Linked DNA regions of Sus scrofa: all the other regions are linked to region 3. Evidence: chromatin contacts called from public targeted proximity ligation data. All regions are on one chromosome and are shown on one strand. The core of a region is the stretch at or near the end of the contact, and the rest is flanking DNA. Distances in the headings are between cores, read along the strand shown.

The links.
Region 1: a targeted proximity ligation map of alveolar macrophages shows a contact between it and region 3. A contact is called at or near these places in 1 of 47 Hi-C or Micro-C datasets (embryonic fibroblasts) and 1 of 2 datasets of targeted methods (alveolar macrophages).
Region 2: a contact with region 3 is called in a targeted proximity ligation map of alveolar macrophages. A contact is called at or near these places in 1 of 47 Hi-C or Micro-C datasets (embryonic fibroblasts) and 1 of 2 datasets of targeted methods (alveolar macrophages).

The regions. Positions count from the first base shown.
Region 1 is chr3:102,395,468-102,399,502 of Sscrofa11.1, forward strand. No RefSeq gene overlaps it. Among named protein-coding and RNA genes, the nearest start is that of RMDN2, 90 kb to the left of the region's middle.
Region 2 is chr3:102,377,782-102,381,897 of Sscrofa11.1, forward strand. No RefSeq gene overlaps it. Among named protein-coding and RNA genes, the nearest start is that of RMDN2, 72 kb to the left of the region's middle.
Region 3 is chr3:102,609,048-102,613,116 of Sscrofa11.1, forward strand. No RefSeq gene overlaps it. Among named protein-coding and RNA genes, the nearest start is that of CDC42EP3, 72 kb to the left of the region's middle.

The DNA of each region.
Region 1 (4,035 bases), core at 229-2,728, 210 kb before region 3:
TACTCTCCACTGAGTCTGGTGATGACTTGGCCTACCCACTCAGTGGTTAATGGGGAAATCACCTTGTCAGCATTAACCCATATTGGTTATCTACTGCTGCTTAACAAATGACCACCCCTCCACCCTGCCTCCAAACCACCAACCTTAGTATCTTCAAACAACAAAACATTTATTAGAGTATCTGTTGATCGGGCATCTGGGTACAGCTTCACTGAATGTCTCTGGGTCAAGGTCTCTCTGAAGTTGCAGCAAGCTGTTGGCCAGAGCTATGGTTTCATCTGAATGCCTGAAAGGGGACAAGGGAGAGGGAATCTGCTTCCACGCTCACCTATGCGTTATTGGCAGGTCGCTGTCCTTTCTCCTCCAGCCTAACTCACAACATGACAGGTAACTCTCACAGAAGGAGTGCTCAGAGAGACAGAGTCAGATTCTGAGAAAGTGTGAGAGAGTTTGCACTCAAGCTGGAAGCCACATCTTTTTATGATAATCTCAGAATTGACATCCCATCATTTTTCTGTATTTGCTAGATGCAAGTTAATAACCAAGGGGAGGGAACTACATAAGGGTATGAATACCAGGATTCAGGTCGCTGGCGGCCTCTTGGAGGACACTTGCCAATCTGTCCCAGGCAAATAGAAGAGTTAAAACCCTACACCAGACCACCTTTACCTCTATCGTTCAATTTCTACTTGGTAAGGAGCCAGAGGTGGGGCTGGAGTGAGCACTGCCTATTGATAATTAAATCAAGAGACCCAACGCAGAAGGAAAACAAACCTTGAAGTTTAATGTAGGTCAGTGCCTTAATTTTCAAACATACAGCATGACATCAGGATGTCGTCTTAGGCACCAATAGAGAGACTCAGTCAGCAGGGTCGCACACTCTGTTTTTGTCTTTAAAGGAGTATATATTTCAAATGACCTTGGGAGCTATTATTTTCCAGCTCTGGTCTTAGCTTGTGAAATAATAGTCACTTCTCCCAGAAAACATACTAGATAGAACTTCATGTCCTGACCTCATGACGACAGCCTGCTCAGGGGCTAGTATAATTGTGTTTTCCACTCTCTTTGGAAGATAGACAACATAAGAGTAAAAATAAATGCATTTATTTATATTTTGCACATATGTGTATATATATTTATATATGTGTGTACATATACACACACCCCCCACATCTCTTCACTGAGGCCATCTAAGGCTCCTCAGCTTACTCCACTATCTCCAGCTCAGCCTTGGTAGCAGAGCTTTCTAGTGATGTGGACAAAGCTAGGTATCCAGATACAACTAGTGTATCCACTAGACCTGCCATGTAAAGTTAATTTCAACTTGCCATCTGGTTGCCAGCTGACCACTGCTACCAGCATTTTCCAGCATCTCAACTTCCTATTGTCAGAGCCACAAACTAAGCAGCAAATACAGCTGCAACATGGCTGCTCTGGGGACGGGGTGTTTCCCAACCCTGTGAAATCACTGATGAGGAAGGAGTCCCCATTGTCATTTCAGCTGCCAAGACATTTCACATTAACGAACTGTGAAAAGGAAGTTGCTAATGGTATGAGATCCCTTTTTATGGCCAGGTCTGGGCCCAGGCCACCAGACTGGCTATGTTTTCCTCATGCTGCTGGAGGAGAAGTTCTTAACAACCAAGGCTGATCCCTCTGTTCATGGGAGGTAGGAGAAGGACACGCCAATCCATAAGCATGTCCAAGGACTCTGGGAACACTGGCATGATTCCTTAAGTCACTATCCTCTCCCTCCCCAACACCTCAGTGTTTTAGAAGGGAGCTTAAGTTAGCTTGGTTCAGAGGAAGATAGAAGAGGTCATATTTTTGGCAGATCACCTAGGAAAACGAAAAGGAATTCCCAAGGTGCCTGTTGGAGTTTTGGCAAGTCCCATAAATACTGCTATCCCATTGGAGACCATCTCTATCCCTAATTCAAGCCAGTTCATGGCCCAAAGACTCACACAGAGGAATTGCCAAGGGAAGCACTGAGGGAAAGACCCCTGCTTTGGAGTCAGAGAACCTGCTTCTGTGTGTCACTTGTATTATTTTCTGGCTGTGCAACTGAGCTGGAACAATTCTTCAGTCTAGACACAGCAAGAAAACAGGCCAAAATGTGCTGTCAGAATTACAGGCGTTATCAGAAATCTATTTCAGGAAGCTTTTTTTTTTTTTCCATCAACAGAGATTGTAACATGTTTTCCAGGAAGTGTCACTTGGTTGAGGGGGTACCCAACCCATTTTTAAATCTCTTTCTACATGGCTCTTGTTCCATTGAACACTTGAGGTTCCCTTAGTTTTTGGATGGAGTCCATGTGGGACACATCACAGAATCAGGATGTCATTAACTCCTGTTATTATGGAAACAGGTGAGAGTGAAGCCCAGTAGCCCAGTGTGAAAAAGATAAAAATAGCCCCACTGACTGAGAGCAGAATGTATGCCAGCACAGCACCAAGTGCTATATATATATATATTTTAAACTTTTAAATAGCTTTATTAACAATGATTAGTAATCAATAGACCACGCATATTTAACATGTACAATCTAGTAAGTTTTTTTTTTTTAAATCACTTATATCTGGAATCTAATATACAGCACAAATGAACCTTTCCGCAGAAAAGAAAATCATGGACATGGAAAACAGACTTGTGGTTGCCGGGGTGGGGGGGGGAGTGAGGGGGGAGGGAGTGGGATAGATTGGGAATTTTGTTTTTTTGTTTTTTGCTATTTTAGGGCTTTACCTGCAGCATATGGAGTTTCTCAGGCTAGGGGTCCAATCAGAACTACAGCTGCCAGCCTACACCATAGCCACAGCAACATGGGATCCGAGACATGTCTGTGACCCACACCATAACTCACAGCAACACGGGATCCTTAACCCACTGAGTGAGGCCAGATATAGAACCTGTGTTCTCATGGATCCTAGTTGGGTTCGTCAACCACTGAGCCACGAAGGGAACTCCACAATCTAGTAAGTTTTGATGTATATCTATAGCCATAAGGCTATCACCACAATCAATAATGAACATAGCTATCACCCCAAAGGTTTCCTAATGTACCCCGCAATCCCTTACTCCTACCTCTCTCTGGCCCACAGCGCTATGCCCAGGCAACCAACCAGTCATCTGCTTTCTGTCACTATAGATTGGTTTCTATTTTCTAGCATTTTATATAATTGGAACCATCAAACAATATAGCCTCTTTTTAGTCTGACTTCTTTACTCAGAATAACTATTTTGAGATTGATCCATGCTATTATAACTAATAATAGAGTTCATTCCTTTTCATTGCTGAGGAGTACACCATTTACATGGAGTCACTACAATTTGTGTTTCCAGTCACTTGGAAACAAACACTTGGCTAATTTCTAGTTTTAGAGCACATCGTGAGACAGGTTCTATAAGTGAAGTAGCTTGTTTCCATCATTTTCTAGACAAGAGTGTCAGAAAACCCACTTTTTGGTAATAGTTGGAAGTCCAAAAGTCCAATCTAACGCTCTTTCACAGATCAACCTCTTTCCATTGAGTCCAGGACTCCCAGTGCTTGTCAAGTGTCCATTCCAGTCCCATCTCAGAGCACTTGTTATGACACAGGGGTGCTGATGGTTGAGTAGATGGTGCCCATGGCAGGCTGGTACAATGCACTGAGGTGGGGCAGATTCTAGTGCTCTGCTTCTCAGAAGCCTGGACATGAGGGCACCAATTTGCTTCAAACAGTTGGAATTCTTTATGACCAGCCTGACTCACTTCCAAGGTTACATTCAATGACAGCAGCCCGCAGTCTGGCTGGCCAAGACCCTTCTCATTAAAACTCTTCCGATTCCCCTATTCAACACCCAGCACATGGTGTATTAGGCTGCTTCAGGGAGAGAGGCCTGGAAGAGGTGCTGGAATCAGTCATCTCACAGGCATGGATAGTGGAGGAACAATACCAGTGGAGGGTGAGGACCTCAAGAGGCAGGCTCCACTTGGGGACCACTGCCCTACAGGTCTCTTTTCCAGCAATTGCATGGATGCCGGTTGTACAGATTGCT
Region 2 (4,116 bases), core at 955-3,454, 230 kb before region 3:
CCCCTCTCCTTCCTAGCACTCCAGAGTTCAGGTCTTAGTCAATAATTTTTTGCTACTGACCCCACCCAACATTATTCTATACTTATCCTAATTATTTGTCATCCATCTTCATTTCATCAGGCCAAATGCCCTCTGTGAAAGATATTATTATCTCCACCTTGCAGAAACAATGGACCAGCAGAGTTAAGATATATCTAAATATTTATAGCACATAAAATGATGAGAGTTTGGGATGAGCCCTAAATTCTTCTTAAAATATGACTCTTGGAGGAGGCCTGGCAGTCAGAAAATATAATCTTGGAGACCAAGGTAGATATCGGAGTGTCCTACCCTGGCCTCTCCTGTTATGGACCCCTAGAAATCTAGCTGAGAAGTGAAGAAAGGAAATATGTTTACCCACCCTGTCCCTTTCCTCCCTAAATTTCCCCAGAGAAGATCATCAACCAGGAGCAGTCAATAACCCATTTTTAGATAACTGACTATCATCTCTGAGTAAGAAAAACCCACACCAGTTCCTTTTCAGAAAGTAGAATAGGCCCCTTTTTCTTTCCATCATCAAAAGAGGTGAGGACTGGAGTTCTCAAGGAACTCCCTGCAAACTTGAAGCAAATCACAAATGGGCATCACTTCTTAAACGGTGTCTGTCAAAATCCCCAGGATTCCTCCAGATGTGACTCCATATCCAGCTAGGGATGTAGGGGAGGAGGAAGGCTTGACCAGGACAGTGATAGGGATGGTGTGGTCCTTCCCTTCAGACCAGGACTGGTGAGAGTTTTAAATGTATTAGGGCCAAATTTGGCAATTAAAAACCGGATTTTGACCCAAGCTCAAATCCACTTCACCTAGAAATCCATTACAGAGCAGAAAACATGGAAGTGATCATGTTCCCTGCCACTCTGAAGTGACCAAGGAGTGGCTTAATGGATGACTTTCAACTCCCCCCTCCCCCCGAGGAAATATCACAGAGACGTCCCAACAGCTAAAGGGCACCAGTTCAGGGTGAAGTAGAGGGCTGACCAGAGTCCCACCCTCTGCTCTCCCTTTTTCTGCCCCTCCACACATCCCCCGCAACCCCACGGACTCCACAGAGTGTTGTCTGAAAATCACTGCATATACAAAACTGTGAGTGAGAAAACCGCTCGTGAAGAGTTATTACTAAGAACTCCCATAAGTGTCATGCTTGTACTTTGGGGATTATGATTCATTAAGCAAATAAGAATGTAGTGCCATTTCTTCAAGGGTACTTTACCCAGGAGTGCTGGGGTACACAGAATAGAATTATTCTATTGCTGCAGTGGCCATTTTTTAATTTTAGTAAAACTTTAGTAAGACTTTTAAGAGTCTACTTAAATATTCAAATTAGACATGTTTTTATTATTGACTCCAACACTGTGCCGGACTTAACAGGAGTCATTTAAAATGTTCAAAACACAGATATACCTCAAGGAACTCCCAATATAGGCAGTATGAAAAGACACAAATAAGTGAAATAAATAAGAGGAGAGTAACTAAAATAAACTGAACTAAAGTAGCTGAAATAAACAATTCAAGGCAACTGAAGAGATACTGCAGGATAACATGTGATTAACGGCCAAAATCATTGTCCAGAAAATAGTCGTCACAAGGACTCAGTACCACGATTGCTTTGTATGTCAGTGGCATCCTAAGTACTTATCTAGCAAAACAAAGAGGTCAAGAGGTCAAGTTCTGTTCTCCTTCGCCCTTGTCACGTCTCCTCCAATTTTTTTTTTTTTTTTTTTTTTTTACTTTTTAGAGCTGCACCTGTAGCATGTGGAGGTTCCTAGCCTAGAGGCAGAATCAGAGCTGTAGCTGCCAGCCTACACCTCAGCCACAGAAACAAGGGATCTGAGCTGACTCTGCAACCTACACCACAGCTCAAGGCAACCTCAGATCCTTAACTGACTGGCGAGGCCAGGGATTGAACCCACATCCTCATGGTTACCAGTCGGGTTAGTTAACCACTAAGCCACAACTGGAACTCCAAGGATAATGTGCTTTGATGTGAGATCACCTTCTATTAAGATGTGTTGATAGTGTTGTAGCTGCTTTACCCGGAGAAGGTGGCGCGTTCTTGTGATCCTTACTTCTGCAGGGATTTTCACTGAAAGGATATGGCCCATCTCTCTACAACTCTTCTTCCCCACCATCCTCCTTATTCTCCTTTCCTTTAGGGCTGGCACCAGGGGGTGCCATTTACACAGACTGCAATGTAAAGGGTATCCCTTAGAGCTGTGCAAGGCAGTGGTCCAGTCAATACCATTATTTGCTTTTAACGTGTGGCTCCAAAAGGTAGATAAAAATGAAAAGATCAGAAGATAAGGTTAGAGAAAGTTGGGTTTAGGATAAGGACATTCTAAAAGCAGGAGAGGACAGAATGAACGGCTCTAGATGGAAATGTTTGGAAAGGGGTTGGGTAGTGGAAAGTTCATGCTTCTTAAATGAGTAATAAATTAATTGTGCTTTTGTGATGTGAATGGCCTATTTTATTTTTTCACAAGTGTTCTTAATCATCACTATAATACTCCTATAAAACTATAACTATCTTTATAGATGAAGAAAATGCAGCTTGGATAAATTGCTTTACTTTCCTAAGGTCACACAGAGAACCAATCAAAGCTGGCATTTGAGCTCAGGTCTCTCTGATTCCAGAATGCAAGCTCTTAACCATTATGTCATATTGAATGCTCAAAAGGAGTTACAAAATCTTACACATTCTTAGTGTGTTCATCTGTTCAATTGCAGCTAACCTTGATCTACAAATAAAATTAGATCTTGACCTTCTACATCAAAGGAAAAAATCATTTCTGTAGACAAAGGGAGGTGAGCAGGATGTGTCTTGCCCTTACTACTCACTGATATCTCTATCTGGGACTCAGAGGTGAACCTGCACACCTGGGCTCCAGATGGAGGAAGTTGTTTTACACACAGTAGATGATACCAGATCCAATTCCATCACTCAAGCACCCAATGCATGAAAGATGTGTAAAGGCTCATGATGGAAATTTTGCTTTTGTCATTTCCCAAATGCCCTCTCCAAAAATAACACCTTAGGGAGGCAAGATGTGGCCTTAACGGGATATTGCAAGCTGCTGGTGGGAGCTGGTGGGAGTTGGTGGGAATGGAGCCCATCAGAGCACACTCAATGCCCACTGTCACTTTAGAAACACTGAGATGAAAGGGAGAGATGAAACCCGTCACTATGTGTGCATCAACAGCTGTGGGTCTCCCATTGCTAGTGCTGTGTCTGCTCTGAAGACCACAGGGAGGCCCTCGCCGAGGCTCTGTTAGTGCTAAAACAGATGTTCCTTCAGCATGCACATCTTAGGTGGCCACTTTCACGGGGTGGAAAAGGATAATCTAAACCTTCCTTTTCTTGCCAAAATAACCATGTGTGGGTCTTTGTTCTGCAAGCCTCTGGAACACACAGATAGATTTCCAAGCAGTGGGAACCTCCTGTCATGTTTGGTCTTTGGACAAACTCTTGTTCTGTCCATTTCACCCCAGTTTCCTGAAACTCTGGCTGTAGGGCTCCCGTGGCTGGAGCCTGTGAGAGCCTCCTTTGTGAGGAGAGTTTTCACAGCCAAAGCTATCAAGGCAGGCAGTGAGGGACACTGGGCCTCCAGCCAATTACAGCAGTGACAGGTATTGCCTGGGCTTCCCAGGCTGAGAGGTTACCCCCCTGCAGTTCTGTTTGCCTCATTTGGTTCCTTTCCAGGGAAGACGGCAGTAGAGTCATTGCCTGTGGGCTACAGTTGGCACTGCCTGGCTGAAGGAAAGGATGGCAGAGGACCAACCTGTTGCTGACTCAAATGCTCGGGGAAACTTTTGCGCCTTGAGTTGACAGAGAAACAAGCTACAAAGCAAGAATAAGGATTCTCCAAGGCAATCCAAACATGGATACCTGACATTTATATTCAAATTTTTCCTCCATTTTTCTTCTCCATGAATTTGGAACATTTGTAACAGAGAGAGAAAATGGGATGAATTGGATTTAGAAAAGAGAGAGAAGTAGGTTAGAGAGAGGTGATGAGATAAAGTAAAAAGAGAAATAGACTTGGTGCAAGATCTCAGATTTGGACCTTGTGTCTATACCTA
Region 3 (4,069 bases), core at 1,509-4,008:
CCCTTGGGAATCCCAAGTCTGCTCTCCTTGGCCATCATCTGTTTCTGTTTTTACAGATAGGATCATCTGTTCCATATTTTAGATTCCACAAATAAGTGATATCATATGGTATTTGTCTTTTTCTTTCTGGCTTACTTCACTTAGTATGAGAATCTCTAGTTTCATCCACGTTGCTGCAAATGGCTTAGTTTGTCTTTTTTATGGCTGAGTAATATTCAATTGTGTGTATGTACCACATATTCTTAATCCATTCATCTGTCCATGGACATTTAGGTTGTTTCCATGTCTTGGCTACTATAAATAGTGCTGTGATGTACATAGGGGTGCATGTATCCTTTTCAGAAGGTTTTGTCTGGATATATGCCTAGGAGTGAGACTGCTGGATCATATGGTAGTTCTGCATTTAGTTTTCTGAAGTACTGCCAAACTGTTTTTTCATAGTGGTTATACCAATTTATACCCCCCTCAACAGGGAAGGAGAGTTAGCTCTTCTCCACACCCTCTCCAGCATTTGCTATCTGTTGACTCATTAATGAGGGCTATTCTGACCAGTGTGAGGTGGTAGCTAATTGTAGTTTTGATTTGCATTTCTCTAATAATTAGTGATGTTGACTATTTTTTCATATGCCTGTTGGCCATCCATATGTCTTCTTTGGAGAAATGTCTATTTAGGTCTTCTGCCCATTTTTCAATTGAGTTGTTTGGTTTTTTGTTGTCGAGTTGCATGAGTTGTTCATATATTTTGGAGATTAGTTCCTTGTCCGTTGCATTGTTTGCAAAGATTTTCTCCCATTCTGTGGGTTGTCTTTTCGTTTTTAATGTTTTCCTTTGCTGTGCAAAAGCTTTTGAGTTTAATTAGGTCCCACTGGATTATTTGTGTCTTTATTGTCATTATATATTCTAGGAGGTGGAACAAACAAGATGTTGCTGTGATTTATGTTGAAGAGAACACTGCCTATGTTTTCCTCTAGGAGTTTTATATTATCCAGCCTTATATTTAGGTCTTTAATCCATTTTCAGTTTACTTTTGTGCTTTCATTCTTTCACATGTATCTTTCCAGTTTTCCTAGCACCACTGAAGCAACTATTTTTCTTCCATTAGTTGACCATAGGTGCTTCAATTTATTTCTGGGCTTTCCCCCAAAGCAATTTTGAAAGCCATTGCAACCACTGATTTCCACCATGCTGTCAATAAAAATGAAATCAGTAGCAAGCAAAGGACATGACTATATAACTTTATCTTAAAGAGATGAAAATAGCTTATAAGAAATCAAGCAGTGTGTTTAAAATAAATTAAGCAAATTTTGTCTCTCCTTTATTTTCTAGATATCACTTCCCCAGGGAGCTCGGCTTAGAGGAGCAGCAGGAAGCCTAACATATAGAATAGATTCCCTGCAAAGGTTTCCAACCTCCACTAACACCCACTTCCACCATCCCTTCTCTGCTTAAGCTTAGCCATCTTTCTTGCATCAACTGCATCACCTGTTCCTTGGATGCCTGCATGTGCTATAGCCAGAGAGGTTGCCTATGGAGTATCTCTGGAATTTGCATCTGGAAAAGCTGAAACTATGGGAGAGACCTTGTTAATCTGAAGGTAAAATTTCATGTCCCTTTGAGCCTGTGACTTGTCAGCCTCCGATTTATCGCTCATGTGAAGATAATCTTATTATCTAGACCTAGAGACACAAAATATGAGAAGGAGCTGGGAACATGTTGGTCAAAATAAATGAGCAGATTCAACTGAACTTAAGAAGCCTAATTCTGAAAGGCTCCTTGCAAAGCTGCATTTACCTAAGGAGTGGTGTTCAGAAACTACCTTTTGGCTTGTGATTTACTTGCACTCCTGTCCTGCTCCCTCACTGTAATATTCTGGACCACCTGCTCTGTGTAATCAATTTTCATACTTAAACTGTGAAACAAGGAGAGATTAACTCTCTTCCATTCTTAAAACTAACGCTTCACCTTCAAAAAAAAAACAAACTATGCTTTTGAGTCATAAAAAACCAACATTCTCCAGCACTTAAAAGCAGCGCCACCAAAAAAAAAAAAAAAAAAAAAAAAAGGAATGAAAATATCAGTGAATCAATTTCCCTTTCCATACAGATCTGAGAAGTGAGATAGTACTCCTTTCTGCCAAGAGGCTTCTGTCTCTGTCAAGTTGAGTCAGCATGCTGCAGATTGTTAGAGATAGATTTTGGACCACATATCATAGCTGGAAGAAACTGAACTGGGTCAAGCTAACTTTTGCAAGATGTCTTAGAATTTTGGGAGATGAAAGAAAAGTCTTAGCACTGTAACTTAATTTTTTGGTTCCTGTAATTGTCTATAGTGGGCAGGGAAAGTAGGGAGGTGGGGAGACAATAGCAGGGTGCATATATCCAAGACTAGATTCAACTGTCTTTGCCTCTTTTGACCTTTGACACTAATGTGAGTCATGGGTATGGCAGCCATGAGAGGTGCTGCTCAGATCTCCCTTTAAGAGAGATTTTTAAGTGAGAAGTGTATTAAACTGTCTGGCTTCAATTTGCAAAGCTCTGAAATCCATTGTAGCATTCATATCAAGCCCACGGTTTCCAGAGCAGCTCCTAGCCAATGATAAACTGTGGGGTAGGAGGCAGACTAAAGCCAGGCATTCCTACCCAATGGAGGAATTTCTCTAGTGGGATCTGTTACTTTAGGGCTCCCCATAAACTAGCCAAGACTTTCTCAGAGTTGCCCCACAGTCCGAAGCTCTAACCACGCAATTCTTCTTCCTTCCTGCTCTGCCTTCATATGTCACATTTGCATCATGACCTGAGGCCCTCCCCACTGTCTCCTCTTCCCTCCCCTGCCTCTTCCCTCCACCTCCCCCTCAAAAAAGTCATGCATTTCTAATTCTGTCCTAGTGTCTGCTTCCTGGAAGACCTAAATGTAGGCAATGGGAAGGAGCAGAATTTGTTTCTTCTTACTCTAACCTCTCCTCCACATACTGCCTTGTCTTCTAACCAGCCCGCACATTACCCTTTAAGCAGCAGCTGCAGCCTTCAGCAGTGTTTACCCTCCACAGTCATGTGGTCTTTTGTCATTTACTTTCCCAAGGGACATACCAAGCCTTAGCAGACTGGAAACGGCAAAGTATCTTGAATGAATTAAAAGTAAATATGAAAAGCCAAGGAGGTGCTGAGATGTTAGGGCAAGGTCTGTCCTAACTGGAGATTTAAGGGTGAGTGTGTGTGTGTGTGTCTGTGTGTGTGTCTGTGTGTTCATTATCACTAATATGGATGCATTATTTCGCCTTTTCAAGTCCCTTGTTTACCCACCCAAACCACCAGATCATTTGGCAATGCAGAATGGGTTCACTTCTATTTTTTTGTTTGTTTGTTTCCCTCTTTATTTTCATAACTAGTAAAATAGTCAAAGTTGGGGGGGGGGGAAACCAGGAGAAATAAATATGAATGAGTCGAACGTACCACAAAATCTTCAATCCGTGCTTAATCAAGCAATTGCTACAATTTAGAATGATCATTGTTCTATTTTAACGTTTCCAAGTAATCTATCCAACCTCATTTTAATTACTAAAATGAAAAACACCTAGGAAATAAAAAAAAAAGTAAATAGTCAACAGCCAGTTGTGACTGAGTTACCTAAGAGGGGGTCAGGGAAAAGATTAAGTCTCTGAAAATTCCTTCCAACGATGGGGTCCAAAGTTTAGGAAATTAATTTTTAAAAAACATACACACAAATCCTGTTTAGTTGCAGCCACTAAGTCTATGGATTCTGTTCACTTTGGCTTGAAACATAAAAGATGAATTACCCCAGTCAAATCTTATTTGTCTACCCCATAGAGATTTTATTTTTGGGTAGCCAGAAACACTGAATCTGTTTTTTTCTGTCTCTCTGTCTCTGTCTCTCTTCTGCCTCCTTTCCAAAGTCTATAAGGACACACTAAATACAGTAACCCAAGTAATTTGTTGGGTTAATGGTTATACTATCAGAACTAACAAATACTTTAGGATTTCTGATCACCTTTGACCTTACCACTCCCTATTCTCCACCAACTATAAGACAGGAAATTAATATTAAATTATCT